3 separate regions of the Mus musculus genome follow, and regions 2 and 3 are each linked to region 1. The links are chromatin contacts, called in public Hi-C and HiChIP or PLAC-seq maps. All regions are on one chromosome and are shown on one strand. The core of a region is the stretch at or near the end of the contact, and the rest is flanking DNA. Distances in the headings are between cores, read along the strand shown.

The links. Hi-C and Micro-C count contacts between places; a contact is called where the count stands out from the background. HiChIP or PLAC-seq counts read pairs in DNA pulled down with a chosen protein or histone mark.
Region 2: a Hi-C map of bone marrow-derived macrophages shows a contact between it and region 1, with 27 read pairs. The contact joins two enhancer-like sites. A contact is called at or near these places in 9 of 484 Hi-C or Micro-C datasets (the HPC-5 cell line, bone marrow-derived macrophages, granulocyte-monocyte progenitors and 5 more), 1 of 115 datasets of contacts at active chromatin or transcription factors (bone marrow-derived macrophages) and 1 of 9 other capture datasets (bone marrow-derived macrophages).
Region 3: a contact with region 1 is called in an H3K4me3 HiChIP or PLAC-seq map of bone marrow-derived macrophages, with 5 times the contacts expected there. The contact joins two enhancer-like sites. A contact is called at or near these places in 2 of 484 Hi-C or Micro-C datasets (bone marrow-derived macrophages and cortical neurons), 6 of 115 datasets of contacts at active chromatin or transcription factors (CD8 T cells, bone marrow-derived macrophages, embryonic fibroblasts and 3 more) and 1 of 9 other capture datasets (bone marrow-derived macrophages).

The regions. Positions count from the first base shown.
Region 1 is chr16:55,549,816-55,554,465 of GRCm38.p6, forward strand. The region is part of intron 1 of Gm45968 (a long non-coding RNA gene); the gene reads right to left. Among named protein-coding and RNA genes, the nearest start is that of Gm45968, 30 kb to the right of the region's middle. Within about 2 kb of position 1,311, at least 155 of the 459 cell types and tissues checked have an H3K27ac peak or open chromatin away from gene starts, as enhancers often do. A contact at or near this core is called in CD8 T cells, bone marrow-derived macrophages, embryonic fibroblasts and 3 more, where this site is marked.
Region 2 is chr16:55,695,790-55,700,024 of GRCm38.p6, forward strand. No RefSeq gene overlaps it. Among named protein-coding and RNA genes, the nearest start is that of Gm23003, 100 kb to the left of the region's middle. Within about 2 kb of position 2,437, at least 54 of the 459 cell types and tissues checked have an H3K27ac peak or open chromatin away from gene starts, as enhancers often do. A contact at or near this core is called in bone marrow-derived macrophages, granulocyte-monocyte progenitors and hematopoietic stem and progenitor cells, where this site is marked.
Region 3 is chr16:55,753,300-55,757,750 of GRCm38.p6, forward strand. No RefSeq gene overlaps it. Among named protein-coding and RNA genes, the nearest start is that of Nfkbiz, 67 kb to the right of the region's middle. Within about 2 kb of position 1,287, at least 143 of the 459 cell types and tissues checked have an H3K27ac peak or open chromatin away from gene starts, as enhancers often do. A contact at or near this core is called in CD8 T cells, bone marrow-derived macrophages, embryonic fibroblasts and 1 more, where this site is marked.

The DNA.
Region 1 (4,650 bases), core at 61-2,560:
CAGACATACATATTTGCAGATGGGTATGCAGAGTTATTGATGGTAAAAAGCTGACTATAAGAATACATACTTGTAAATGGTATTGAACACTTCTCTTGCTACCACTTTTTAAACAAAACACTTTATCATGGAAAATTCCAACACAATGAGCCTTCTCCTGACACGCAGCCAATGGTATTTGTATCTATAACTTTACTCAGTTGTTCATCCATCCACCTCAAATGTATTATTATGAAGCAATACAAGACACTCTGTCATTCTAACTATAGATATGTAATTCAATGTAATCATTAAAAAGTCTGGATCACTTATCACAAATAGTTAGCCTACTATTATGATGCATCTAAATATAACAAATTATCCCTAGAGGTCATTAAATACGGTTACTTTTACATATACAGATTTTTTTTTCTGGTTATCACCTAATTCCTCACAGTTGGCTCAGAAAAATCAGAATACAACCCTGTTATATATATATATTGTTTTTTTTTCATTGTGCCATTTAATTATTTCTTTGAATATATAGTAGTTCAATACTGGGGCCATTTTTATTTTCAGGAGACAGTTTTGGTTGCTACAACTTGCCTGGAAAGGCAGCATCATACCAATAAAGTGGGGTTATGGGGTTGGGGTGGGGCATTAAAAACTAAAATATATTTTAGTTATAGAGTTTAGAAATCCTGAGCTATGCTATTAGGGATTTTGTCTCCACTTCTCTCCTCAGCTCTCTTCTCTCTTCCTCCTTCTTCTCCCCCCACTCCTGACCCGGCTCCCTCAGCCACATATTCCCAGACCACTTGACATTTAAAGTTTCCCACATTCTGGAATTTACTGACAGCTTTTCCATTTTTATATAGAACACATTCCTTCTTCTTTAAGATTTTTGTAAATTTTGAGTACAGGCTGTTAGCATTTTTTTCTAGGTTCTGTTGGAGCCCAGAACAAAGTCTCAGTTGGGCTGTAGGTGACAGATAGCACCAACTCAGCAGCCGTGTGAATGAACCCTTTAGGAAATAAATCTTTCACCTGATGCTATCAGAAAAGATGGGCCCTACCCAGCTAAGCCCTGCCTAAGTTACATATTCATGAGCAACACTGTTTTTGAAAAGACTACAACAAGTATTTTTGTAAGCCCAAATCAAAGCGGTGTGCTAGCTCGGGATGCCTAATAGCTGAGGTGAGACACAGTGGAAGAACTGAGGAGTGCATTGCTCTACAGAAAACCCTTTTGACCAGCAGCTATTAAAAGAGAAAGTCTTTTCTCTTGATTCATAGCAGAGGAAGGAAGCCATAGGACAAGGAACAAACAGTGATGTTTCCATGGTAACCGAGAGTGACTCACTGGCACTGTTGGTAATCACTTGTGTGCCCATCAATACACTGGGAGTTGGGGAACATTTTCAGTTAGCAGAAGCTTGTATTGCCAGATGAGACATAAAAAAGCAAATATCCAATCACTTTAAAGAAGAATTTTTTTAACCAGGGTGAAATATCAAGAAGTAGAATAAGCTGCCTACACAAGACTCTGTTGTAAGGAGCACATCCTTAAATATAACCCAGAGCTAACAGACAGTGTTCTGTTAGGGTTGCATTATCTGTTGAATCTCAATTCATAGTGTGCTAGTAAAAACTTCTCTTTCCCAAACTTTGAGGGAGCAGAAAAGAGAGCACTGAATGTCATTCTGTTATTTTTGACTCAATTCCAGTCCACAGTGAAGAACTGCTTGGCAAAATAAAAGCAATAAGAACAAGTTCCAAAGTCATGGGCACTCCCTGGAGAATTGGTAGATTCCAGGGCTAAAACAGGAAAGGGACACATACCCTACACTCTCTTTGTGGGATAGAAGGTTAAGAACATTGTTAGAAGTAAAAACGCAACCATGTTGAAAGGGCAAGGGGTCCTTAAAAGCATACAGTGACCAGAAAATTTTCAGACGTTCAATAACAGTAATATTAGATTATACTTCCAACAATACAATTAATGTCTAGTGTATAAATAGACAAGTCTTCCTGGTAGAAGAATTTTACATAATGCATAGAAAACGTCCATCAGACAACCATAGGAATAGTTGTGGAAGGTAAGATCCACCAAAAGAAGTTAAAATTAATGGGCAAAAGTTTAAGCAGAAATAGTATATTTGTATATCTATAATTATCTTCCTTAAAGTGTTGAGTAATAAGCAAGAAAATGGAAAATTGATGGTGGAGACTCTGACAGATATTATCTTCATGAAGCTATCAAAACATCACCAATAATATGCATAGAAACTATATATATCCTGGTATGAAAGATTGAAAAGGGTTCATACATCCACAGTGTACTGTGAAATACAAGATAATCTCATATTAGTCATGATAAGAAGAGCATCTCCCACGAAGACAACTGGTGCTTTGGAAAGTGTCAAAATCATGAAAGACAAAGAAAAATGAAAGATGTTTAACAAATTAGCTGCAAAAGAGGAAAAACCCAGTTATTATTTTACTACTTACATACATCCAATACTTACAACCCAACATAAAACAACAGATGTGAGAGCAGTTCCCTGTAGAACAGGCAGTTCTCCAATGGGCCCTAACTACAATTCCGATAGAACTTACCTGAACCCAGAATTGGCTCCCACGGGTTAAACATTTAGTCATAGACTATCACCCCGGCATCCGACAGCAACTGAAAGGTGTAAGCTGTTTCTTATACCTGTGATAAATCAGGGTATCAGTGACTCCCTTCTTGGATTCAATTGCTTTGCTAAGATAGCTCTCATGGCTTAGGAAAACACTTGCTCTAATTTTTATATTGACATGGAATATAATGAAGGATACAGAGGGATAGCCAAATGGAAAGGTGCACATGACAGATGTGTATGAGGAGGCGGTGAGCATTTATGTCTCCCCAGCTGTGCCACAGTCCAGGTACCTGATCGGCATTCTGAAGGTTCTCCTAACTCTCTCACTTGGAGGTCTTGTGGAAGCTTTGTTATGAGAGTATGGTTAACTGCATCACTGATCTTTGGTGATCACCTCACTCTTCAGCCTTTCTCCCCCTCTATCTCCACAGAGGCTGGGGGGTGAGTGCAGGTGAAAGTCCCACCCTTCTAGCTACAAGGCTAATTCTCTGGAACCTGGTTACTATGCAGCAACACACCAAGAAACACCTCATTAGAACAAAAAGTGTGTCTGTCACCAAGGAAATCCCAAGGAACTTTTCCCAAGGGATGTGTAAGTCATATGTTCCAAACACTAAGGAATCTATAACAGTCTTAGAATGACTTCATGCTCTTGTACATGGGTCTTACTTTCACACCTTTAAGGTGTGTGTGTGTGTGTGTGTGTGTGTGTGTGTGTGTGTGTGTTTAACTTTGAGTACCTGTAGAAGCCAGGAAACCAGAGAAGGGCCACTGGATTGGGGACTGTCATAAGGCAGGGGATAGCAAGCATAAGTGACATGAAAACAGAGAGAATAGTCGGAGCAGGAAGTTTAAGCAGGGATGGGAAGGCAATGGGCCTGCAAACAACTGGGCATGTCAACAGTCAGCCACTGAAGCTCAGGAGGCAAGACTCCTCCCTACTGACCCACTGCTAGATTACTAGGGCAAAGGCAGGCATCATCTTCATCATCTATGGCTGCATATCCATCCATGAAAGCACAAGGCTCCACTCATGGTCACACAGATCAATAATCTCAGTGGGCCTCAAACTAAAACAGAAAAATACATGGATGTGGGAAAGAGGAGAGCGTTAATAAGAGTGACAGAGATGAGAGAGGATGGGGTTACATTAATCAGAATTCATCAGACTCATGTATGAAACACACCAAAACTATGTTTCAATAAAAAGTCTGAGGGGTTATCTGTCAGCAACTGGAATCAAAGACCAAATATTACAAGACTCTCTTGGTACCCTAATCTATACGAATCTGTGAAATACTGGCACACACAATGCGGGGAGCAACCACCCAATCTCTGGTTGGATTTAAGAGACACTCCATAAGATGGAACCCATTCCTGACACCGCTCAGGTGGCCAAGAACCTGAGACCAGATAGGTCAGGGACCCTGAAGAAAACCACATTCTATTGTTCTGCTAAAGGAACATAATGACAATAGTAGCAATAAAATGGCTGTTAATAACATCCTGCTGTGCTCATAAATCACAGTGTTCTGCTCAGCCATCACCAGCAAAGCGTCCTCATGCAGTAGATGGGAACACATGCAGAGGCTCACAGGCAGGCCATGTGCACAGTGTGAGAGAGCTCGGAACGTTCAGTACTAAACAGGATGTTTCATCAAATCCCTCCCCTCAGGGCTCAGGAAATTGTGTGAAAGAGGCCAGAGGGAATAGATGACCCTAAGAAAACCAGATACAGCGGGACTGGTGCACTTAGGAACTCAGAGAGACCTGTAGCAACACACATACACACACAGGGCCTGCATATGCCCAAACAAGATGGGGTCTCAGTACTGAGAGGTGAATGTGACCATAAGCTTTCATCCCCAAACAAGAACCAATCTCCAACTGACAGCTGCTCACAAAGGAAAAGTTACTTTCTCCAAGGGAGTATTTGCTGCGTGTTGCTCAACCCACACTTAAAGGCAAGCCCCATGCTCAGCTGTAGATGGCCATCATAAACTAAACTCATTTTATTTTCTCTTAC
Region 2 (4,235 bases), core at 1,187-3,686, 150 kb after region 1:
AGAGAGTGGAGGTCCCCCTGAGTAATCACCCACAAGATTTCTTTTTTATGAACTCATTCGCTCTCTGTGAATCTTAGGTGATATGTCAGTTCAAACTTTTCCCCATTTATCACTGGGAATTGTAGGAGGGGTGTGTGCGTGTATGTGTGTGTGTGTAAATTTTAAGAGTTTCATAAGCATTATAGATACAAGTTATTATTAGATATTATCTGCAAATATTTATGTCAGGGTTGGGGTTTATTTATTCATTACATTAAAAGTGTCTTTCAATTTTTTAATTTTTAAATATTTTTATTCGTTGAAAATTTCATACACCTATTCAATGTATTTTTATCTTACCTACCCCTACTACCTCCCTCCTCTTCCCCCAGGAATCCACCATCCCATGCCTTCTCATCCCAAACTCCATGTCTTCTCTTCAAATTATTATTAACATCCCTCTAGTCCAGTTAGTACTACCCATGTGTTAATAGATGTAGTGTCATCCACTGTGGCCTCAGTGACCCTGCGTCCCTCAGCAGCCATCAACTACCAGTAGCTCCCCAGCCAGAGGCGGGACCCTGGGAGCCCCTCCCCCATCCATGTTGGACTACTGACTGATGTGATCTTGTGTACAGAGCCTGCAGACAAGCACAGCTGTCTGTCATAGGAGCTGGTGTGTGCGCTAGTCATGTCACGTCCAGAAATCGGCTTTTCACTGCTCTCCTCCCCATCTTCCAGCTCTTGCATTCTTTCTGTACACTTTTCCAAGATGTCCCCTGAGCCATGCGAGGGGGAAGTTTGATACCAACCTATCTGCAGGTAAGCTCTCCCTCTCACTTATTCTCAGCTCTTTTACAGTCATGTTTCCTCTGTAACTACTACCCATCGCACAAAGAGGCGTCTCTGACCCAGGCTGAGAGCAACATAAATCTATAGGTATAAGCATAATTATTTAGAAGGTAGTTTGACAACATAACCATGTCAAAACACCCGTAGGCTCCTGCCTAGGACCTGTGATCTGGACTTTGACCATATTACAGTATCAAACATGACATCCCTCCTATGGAGCAGGCCTCAAATTCATTCTGGAAGTTAGTCACTCCAAGAGCCAGAGTACCGTTATTGCACCAATGGGTACAACTTACCTGGTAGGTCGGTACTGGACCCTGTCTATGATTTTTTTTTTCATATTTAGTTCAGTTCATATGTTTAGGTGTATAGTCCATTTTGAATCAACCTAGGACATTAGTGCCAAACATGACCTAAAGTTCTTTATTTTGCCTATGAATAGCTAATTATAATAGTACTATTTGGGGCTCTATATGTTTGTGGTATATGCATGATTGTATTGTACGAATACAGATGTGTGTGCCAATGTAAGCTCATGCAGAGGCCAGACGAGGATGTTGGCTTACTCTATCATTCTCTACCTTATTCACCGAGATGCGACCTCACTGACCTTGAAGTTCAGTGTTTTGGCTAGGCTGCTGGTGAGCACTCAGGCTCTGTGCCGTGCTACCAGGCTCACTTGTATATAAATAGTGGGCATCTGGACTCATATCCTCATACTTACACAGCAGGGCTCTTACCCACTGAGACATTGTTCCAGCCTCATCCTCTGACTCTTAATCTCTCTGTATCTTCATACTGGGGGTGCCAGCTGTCACCTCCTCTGGATCATGAGATCTTCTGAGCCTCTTTCTGTCAATGGCAGAACTCAGTTTCATGTGGCTTTAGGACTCAGGCCCTTATTTCCTAGTTGATTATTTGCCAAGGGACATTCTCAGGTCCTGGAAGCCACTTCTCGACCTTTGTTTTAAACTCATTCATCTATAAACCCAGGACCATGTGTGTCCTTCTAAAGCTCTCAGCTCCTCCAATTTTCTCTTTTGCTACCAAATGGAGAAATGTCACTGCTTCTTAAATAACAAAAAACAAAGGTAATAGTATCTTACTTAAAATGGACACGCATACATATTTTTCAAAAAAAAAAAACATGACTACCAAATACATTTTTATCTTTTTATTTCTGTTGAAAATAGATTCTTCTCTTATACAATACATCCCAACCATGCTTTCCCTTCCCTCCCGACATTCAGCATCATTACTCATAGAGTGAAATTCCAACTGTTTGCTTTGTGCTGACTGAACAGTTTGGTTCTCTGATACAGGGTCTCAAATATCCTATGCTAGCCTCAACCTCTAGATGTAACAAAGGATAAGTTGGATCCTATGATCCCTCCTACCTCTTGCTCCAATAATAGTAATAATAATAATAATAATAATAATAATAATAATAATAATAATAATGCTGAGATTATGCCCAGTTTATAATGGATCAAATCTAGAATTTTGTGCACAAGAGGCAAGTCTTCTACCAACAAGAGGGAAGCTACATCTCTTGGCCTGTTGTTACCAGATCTCCTCACACTCACAGAGGTGTGAAGGAAACGGTCTTCATCTTACCATGGAGCTTGGCAACACTTTTGCATTAACGAAGGAATAGCAAACAAGTTTCCTTCTACTTGTAGGGAAAAAATAATAACCTGTATGATTTCCGTATTTATTTACCATCTTTCCCCACAGAAAATGCCACAAGTGTTTTCAATTTTCCACCAGAGGGACACCCTGAAACACTCAGAATTGTTTAGCCTAGAAATGCTAGTGGTTTTAGAGTCAGCAATGCTGTTTAGAACTTTTTTTTTTGAAAACAGCTACAGTAAATGATAAGTGAGTTTCCTGAGCCCAACCTCTAAACCAACACATAACTGATGAAGTCATATGCTCAAGTGCTTTTTTTTCTTTTGTCCTTCTGTAAAAGAGGAAGAATGGCGAAGGGATTTTCTCCCTGGACTGTTTTTGACTTCAGAAACTTGAGACCACAATGATATTATTCTCAAATGAAACTGCTGACAACTTTCTTTCTGTTCCTATCAACTTCCTCTGTTGTTTCATCATTTCCTCTATAGAAGTCAGAGCCTATTCATAGCAAGCCATTTGCTTCATAGTTGAGCTTATTGAAGGTGGCACCAAATGACCCTGTCCAAAGAGTAGCGTCACCTACAGCTGGAAAGTGTGGCAGCTACAGAGCAGAGCAGCGCTCCTATTCACCACCACCACTTCCTCAAGAACACAGACTACTCTGGACAGCAACATCTTAGCATAATGAGTATCAATGAGAAATGGGTAGTGTGGGAGCAATACAGAGTCCAGGGAATACCCACCTGGGTCTTACTGGGTTCTTCAGGTGGCACAGGGTGATTCTTTGAGATTTTGAGCCAGCAAAAATCTTGGAACAGCTTTAGTAAAATGTCTTCAGCATACACTCTCAAACTATTTCTAAAATTCCCAGAACTGGAATTCCTGTCACTCTCCAATGAGTTCCCATAGACATGCCTCCACTTAGAAGAGGAAGGGGTTGTTGATATCTTTATAAATTGACTTTTTCTCTTTCTGCTTCTTAATGATGTATTGCAGTCTGCCATTCTATCTATTGCACTCTTTGCCTCTCGATTCGCGTCTTTGTATCTTTGAGTCTTAAACAATGGTGAGTGACGTTTTAGTTTCAGAGGGATAGAGCCCATGACCATGGTGGCAGGGAGTGTGGCAGCATGAAAGCAGGCATGGAGCAAGAAGAGTCGGCAGCTGAGACCTCACAAAGGAAGACTCAGCCACGAGGCACCTCCATTTTTAAGAATCTTAATTGAGGCATAACATGCTAATGGTTTCTGTCAGAGTCCCATAGGGAATAAGATTTAGCAACTTATGCCGAGATTACTATTGACCAAGACATGAATGACTACAGAACTCTAGAAGTGCTGTTATTAAAATTTCTCCAACTTATCATATTACATAGAGTTTTAAATTCCATGGTAATCTCTGGATCAATTTAACCAAAGCAAGAAAAGGTTGGGTTTCATGGTTCATTTAGTCTTAAAAAAGAAAATGTCAATCATGCTGTATGGTTTTTGTAAGAGAAAATTAGGTCACTAAATTATAAAAATATATTCTACAAGGACAAAAAATTTAAATAAAATGTAAATAAAGAATAAGTAACTTGGCACATATTATGGCTGTTTCCAGTTCATCTTCTTGTAATGAGTTTTTATTATGGAAGAAGCAGTGTGTGAGGCTGTAGGCATTTCTCAGTGTCAGAGCATAGTGTTTACCAATGTGTGATAAACCTAAGATCTGGGAGGGAGAGACTGCAGGGACAGGAGGGAGAAGAGCAAGAGGACAAAAAAGAGAGAGTA
Region 3 (4,451 bases), core at 37-2,536, 200 kb after region 1:
CCTCTACCCACCCCACAATCACATACACAAAGATACATGCCCACTCCACATTACGTCACACACACACACTAAATCAATCAGATAATAAGATTGAAAACAGCTCTCAGAGACTTATTCCTGATGCTTCCTGCTCCCACTTTTTATTGCTCACATTTATTGGTACTCTGGGTTGAAAGTGTGAGGTGAATGGATGATTTCATTTGATCCTCATAACAGCCTCATGCTGAGGTATGAGTTACCATTATACTTCCCAGCCTGGAAATAAGCAAATCAGGACTGGGTCATGTGACTTCCCTAGGGTCTCAGAGTAAGGGAGGAACCAGCGTTGATCTGGCTTTGAATGAAAAGTTGTCTATCTAAACGCTAAAGGGAACAACTTAGTTGGATTTTGTTCAATACAGGATTTATTTTTGTTCTCTTTCTGGCCTGGTACCTCGCCCTAACAGTCTTGGAAATCGGATATAAAACACCCTGAGAGTTGTCTGGAACATTGCACATATGCAAAAATGTGAAAATAAGTTTGAAATATTAAAATATGTTTCTAAAAGATTGATATTTGGAAATGAGGGTATGGCCTAGTATTAGGGTGTTTGCCTCGAATGTAGAAGGCCTTGGGTGGTTTTGCTCTGTTTTGTTTTCATTCTCCACCACAGCTTTATTTCTGCTCCTCTTCCCTGTTCTCACTGCTCATTGGTCTTGGGGACTATCCAAGTTTGAAGATGTAACTACTATTATGAAATGACAATGGACTATTGAAAATGAAAATGGTCTTCGTAAAACAAGACTATTTTCACGAGAGTGGAGGCACCATAAAGATGAGCGTTCTCACCGGGTGGTGGTGGAGCACTCCTTTAATCCCAGCACTTGGGAGGCAGAAGCAGGTGGATTTCTGAGTTCGAGGCCAGCCTGGTCTACAGAGTGAGTTCCAGGACAGCCAGGGCTTACACAGAGAAACCCTGTCTCGGGAAAACCAAAAAGAAAAAGAAAAAAAAAAAAAAGATGAGCATTCTCTTCTCAGTGCCAACCCAGGAAGAACGTCATCCACACAGAAATGATAGTCAGTGGCTCATTCACAGGCTGCTCTCTGAGTACATTCTGGTTGCTTCACCCGATTCTCAGACAAGGGAGGAGGATAGACAGGTGTGAACTGATGATAAAACAGTGTGATGACACCAAAGCCTATCCTGTAAGGATGCGCGGTAAGACCGAAGCACAGGGTGTAAGGATGGCTGAGCAACAACTTGGTACAATATGTGTATTTCAACCCGACTTCCCAATATGGGCTCATTTCCTTTTTGCATCAACACGAAGCCTCAAGTGAAACCACAGAGTGTATTTCATTTCAGAATGAAACTCATGACACAGCAAAGCGGTGAGTCATCCCGGGTCTGTGAAATTTCAATCCCAGTGGTGTAAAAACCAACTTGGGTCCTTTCCATCATTAAGCCAGTGAATGAATGGCCAGGTGTTTGCATTTTAACCATCGTTCATCTTCGTTGAACTGTCAGGTGCACTGTAACAATCAACTGATCAGGGATAAAAGGGAAAGAGAGTAGGGAAACTGCTCTCCTTACTGGTCTGGACCATGGAAGACAGTAGAGATTGGATCCCAAGTTTTCCACACTGACTAGCCTGGAAGCAGAACCTACTTAACTGCATTGTTACATGAAAACTCCCTAAATAAACTCTTTTTTCCTTGGAATGCAAAGTTAGATAAATAGGTCTGGGAACTCTTACAGTAATGAGTGCATGCGAGTCAGTAACACATTTCAGAATTCATGATGAGGTCACAAAAGTGGCTTCCTATGTTATATAGGTGGCAACGTCATAATTACTTGTCTGTTGCTCATCTTCCTTTTAGAGTGGGGGAAAAAAAGAAGAAGAAGAAGAAGAAGAAGAAGAAGAAGAAGAAGAAGAAGAAGAAGAAGAAGAAGAAGAAGAAAGAAAGCTTCAGTGGTTTCTCAGTAAGTGTGAACCAGAACCATAGCACAGTTCATTGGATGTCCTTACTAAACGGGCACCCTGACACACAAAACTAAGGCCACAAATCCCAAGAGAAAGCCTGAAATCTGGCCCCAGCAGCAAAGAAACACATTTGTCTTTGTATCAACCTTCATCTCGTTTTTGAAAGGCATCCTGGTGTGTCCCAGGGCACACTGAATCAGTGTCAACGTGTGTCTGTTCTCAACTCCAGCCTTCGATACCATAGTTACCTCTTCTCATGGCTGTGAGAACATGTGTTCCCACTCTGGCCTGCCAATGGCAGCGACTTACATAAACAGTGCACAGAGGAGCCAGGAAGTCTAAAACCTTCACAGAGGCTTCAAATGGCATGCAAACTGTGATGAGAAGTTAGAAGACATTTAGTAGACACTGGAAACTCCTGCGGAAGCATCAGCTGTGTGAAAAGGAAGCTTAAGACCTCCTTATTCTCTAATGCCAATACTACACACTGCTTAGATTTCATAACTGAAATTGAGACTTTGGTTCTGTTCAAGTTCAAGGGTCCTTCCTGAATACTTATCATCTAGAAAGCGAGACAGCAGAACCTCTTCTTCTCTCTATCCCTCTAACAACCAACTTTAGAGTAAACTCAGATAAAATTCTAGTCTTCTCTTTCTTCTTTCTTTCCTTCCTTATTTCTTGACTTTCTTCTCTATAGAGTCACATCTTATTCCAAGATGGGGCATGTAAACCCAAAGAATGGTGGGGGGAAATCTCATGCAACTCAAATTACCCTTGAAAGCCCCTGAAGTCTCCCCCTGAGCTCTGTGTCTCCTCTGGATGATCTTATCAACACCTCTAATATGTCTTTAACTTTGTCTGTCTGTCTGTCTGTCTGTCTCTCTCTCTCTCTCTCATTTTTATTTTTTGAAATAAGGTCTCCTATGGCCCATCCTGGCTTTAAACTCACTCTATGCAGCCAAGGATGCGTTAACCTCCTGGTCCTCCTCTCCTGCCTCAGCCTCCCAGGTGCAGGGATTACAGATATGAGCTGCCAAGCCTGGCTTAAGTGTTTTAATTTTTTACTTCCTGTATTAAGTGTCAGCCATCTTTCCCTCACACATCTAATCCTTTAAAAAAAATTTCACCAATTTATCGTTGGTCAGAAAAACTCTAAAAGCGTTCATGACGAAGTTAGAGAAATGGCTCATCAGTTAAGAGCACTTACAGCTCTTGCAGAGGACCCAGGTTCTATTTCCAGCAGTTCTAGAGAATCCAATGACTTTTTCTGACCCCCTTGGGTACCAAGCATGCATATGGTGTACCTACATATGTGCTGGCAAAACACAAATATCCATACAATTTTTAAACTAAAAATATTAATCATTCATACAATCTTTTCATAGGTTTTCACCTAAGAATTGACTTTTTCAGATTTAATAAGTCCTTTTCTGCTAGTTCAGATAAATAGGCGCACCACTGATCACCTACACCTCCCGCCATCTTTCTATCGTTCCTCCTGCATCCCTGACTCTGTCTCTGTCCCCATTTCTTTCCTTGTCCTTTTTTAATTCCACAAAGTTCAACTCAGCTTCATTAAAATCAGCATTTACTAAGAAGCACGTATAAAACCAGTTTCCCTTCTTTCACAATAACTTTTTTCATTGCTCTCACTTACTCTTTCATGAACTCGGGCTTTCTGCACATGCTCAGTTGGCACCAGCTACAGCCCATCCTCGATTCCAGGTGTGGCCAGTCCACATCCACAAACAAAGTCCCTGCTTCAAGGAATTTCCTTTCCAATGGAATGCATGGGCACCGTGCTACACAATGAAGATTCACCACAAACAGACGTGCGTGTGCCCTCAGAGGCCATCATGGCTGAGACGTGGAGAACAAGGGGCAGGGAGCCAAGCAAGGGCAAAGGCGCAGCAGCGGACTTTTTCTCTCGTTGTCAAAGAAGATGGTGACGCTGAAGAAACCGAAAGGCCATGTTAGAAACAGAACTGACTGAACTTGCCCATTTTACGGTCAAGTATTCTTTCCTTACCAACGCTCAATTGATTCAGGGATTTCCCCCGTATGTGCTGAAAGCACTCCAAAACTGCTTAAGTGAGTGAAGTTCAGAGGCAGCCTTATTGAGTAATCTGCTTGGTGTACCCTACAAATAAACAGAATAAGGACTGCTGGTGAGTTTAGTCAAGGATTTGAGTACGTAGGTGAGACGGTATCAAAGAAGAGGAACTAGTTGCAGACATGGGATGAAGAATAGAGTTCTGTTTTATAGCAACCACGGAGTTTAAAATGCTAAAAGTCCTGGTTAAACAGATATCACTCATTATTCTCACATACTTCCTGGACAATGCCCTCTAATACCTCAGTGGGAAAAAGCCAGGCTCAAGCATTAGCAAAGTTGGAATCCAACTCATAAGACTGCATTTCCTCTTTTCTTTCTTTCTTTTTTTTTTTTTTTTTTTTTTTTTTTTTTTTTTTTTTTTTTTGGTTTT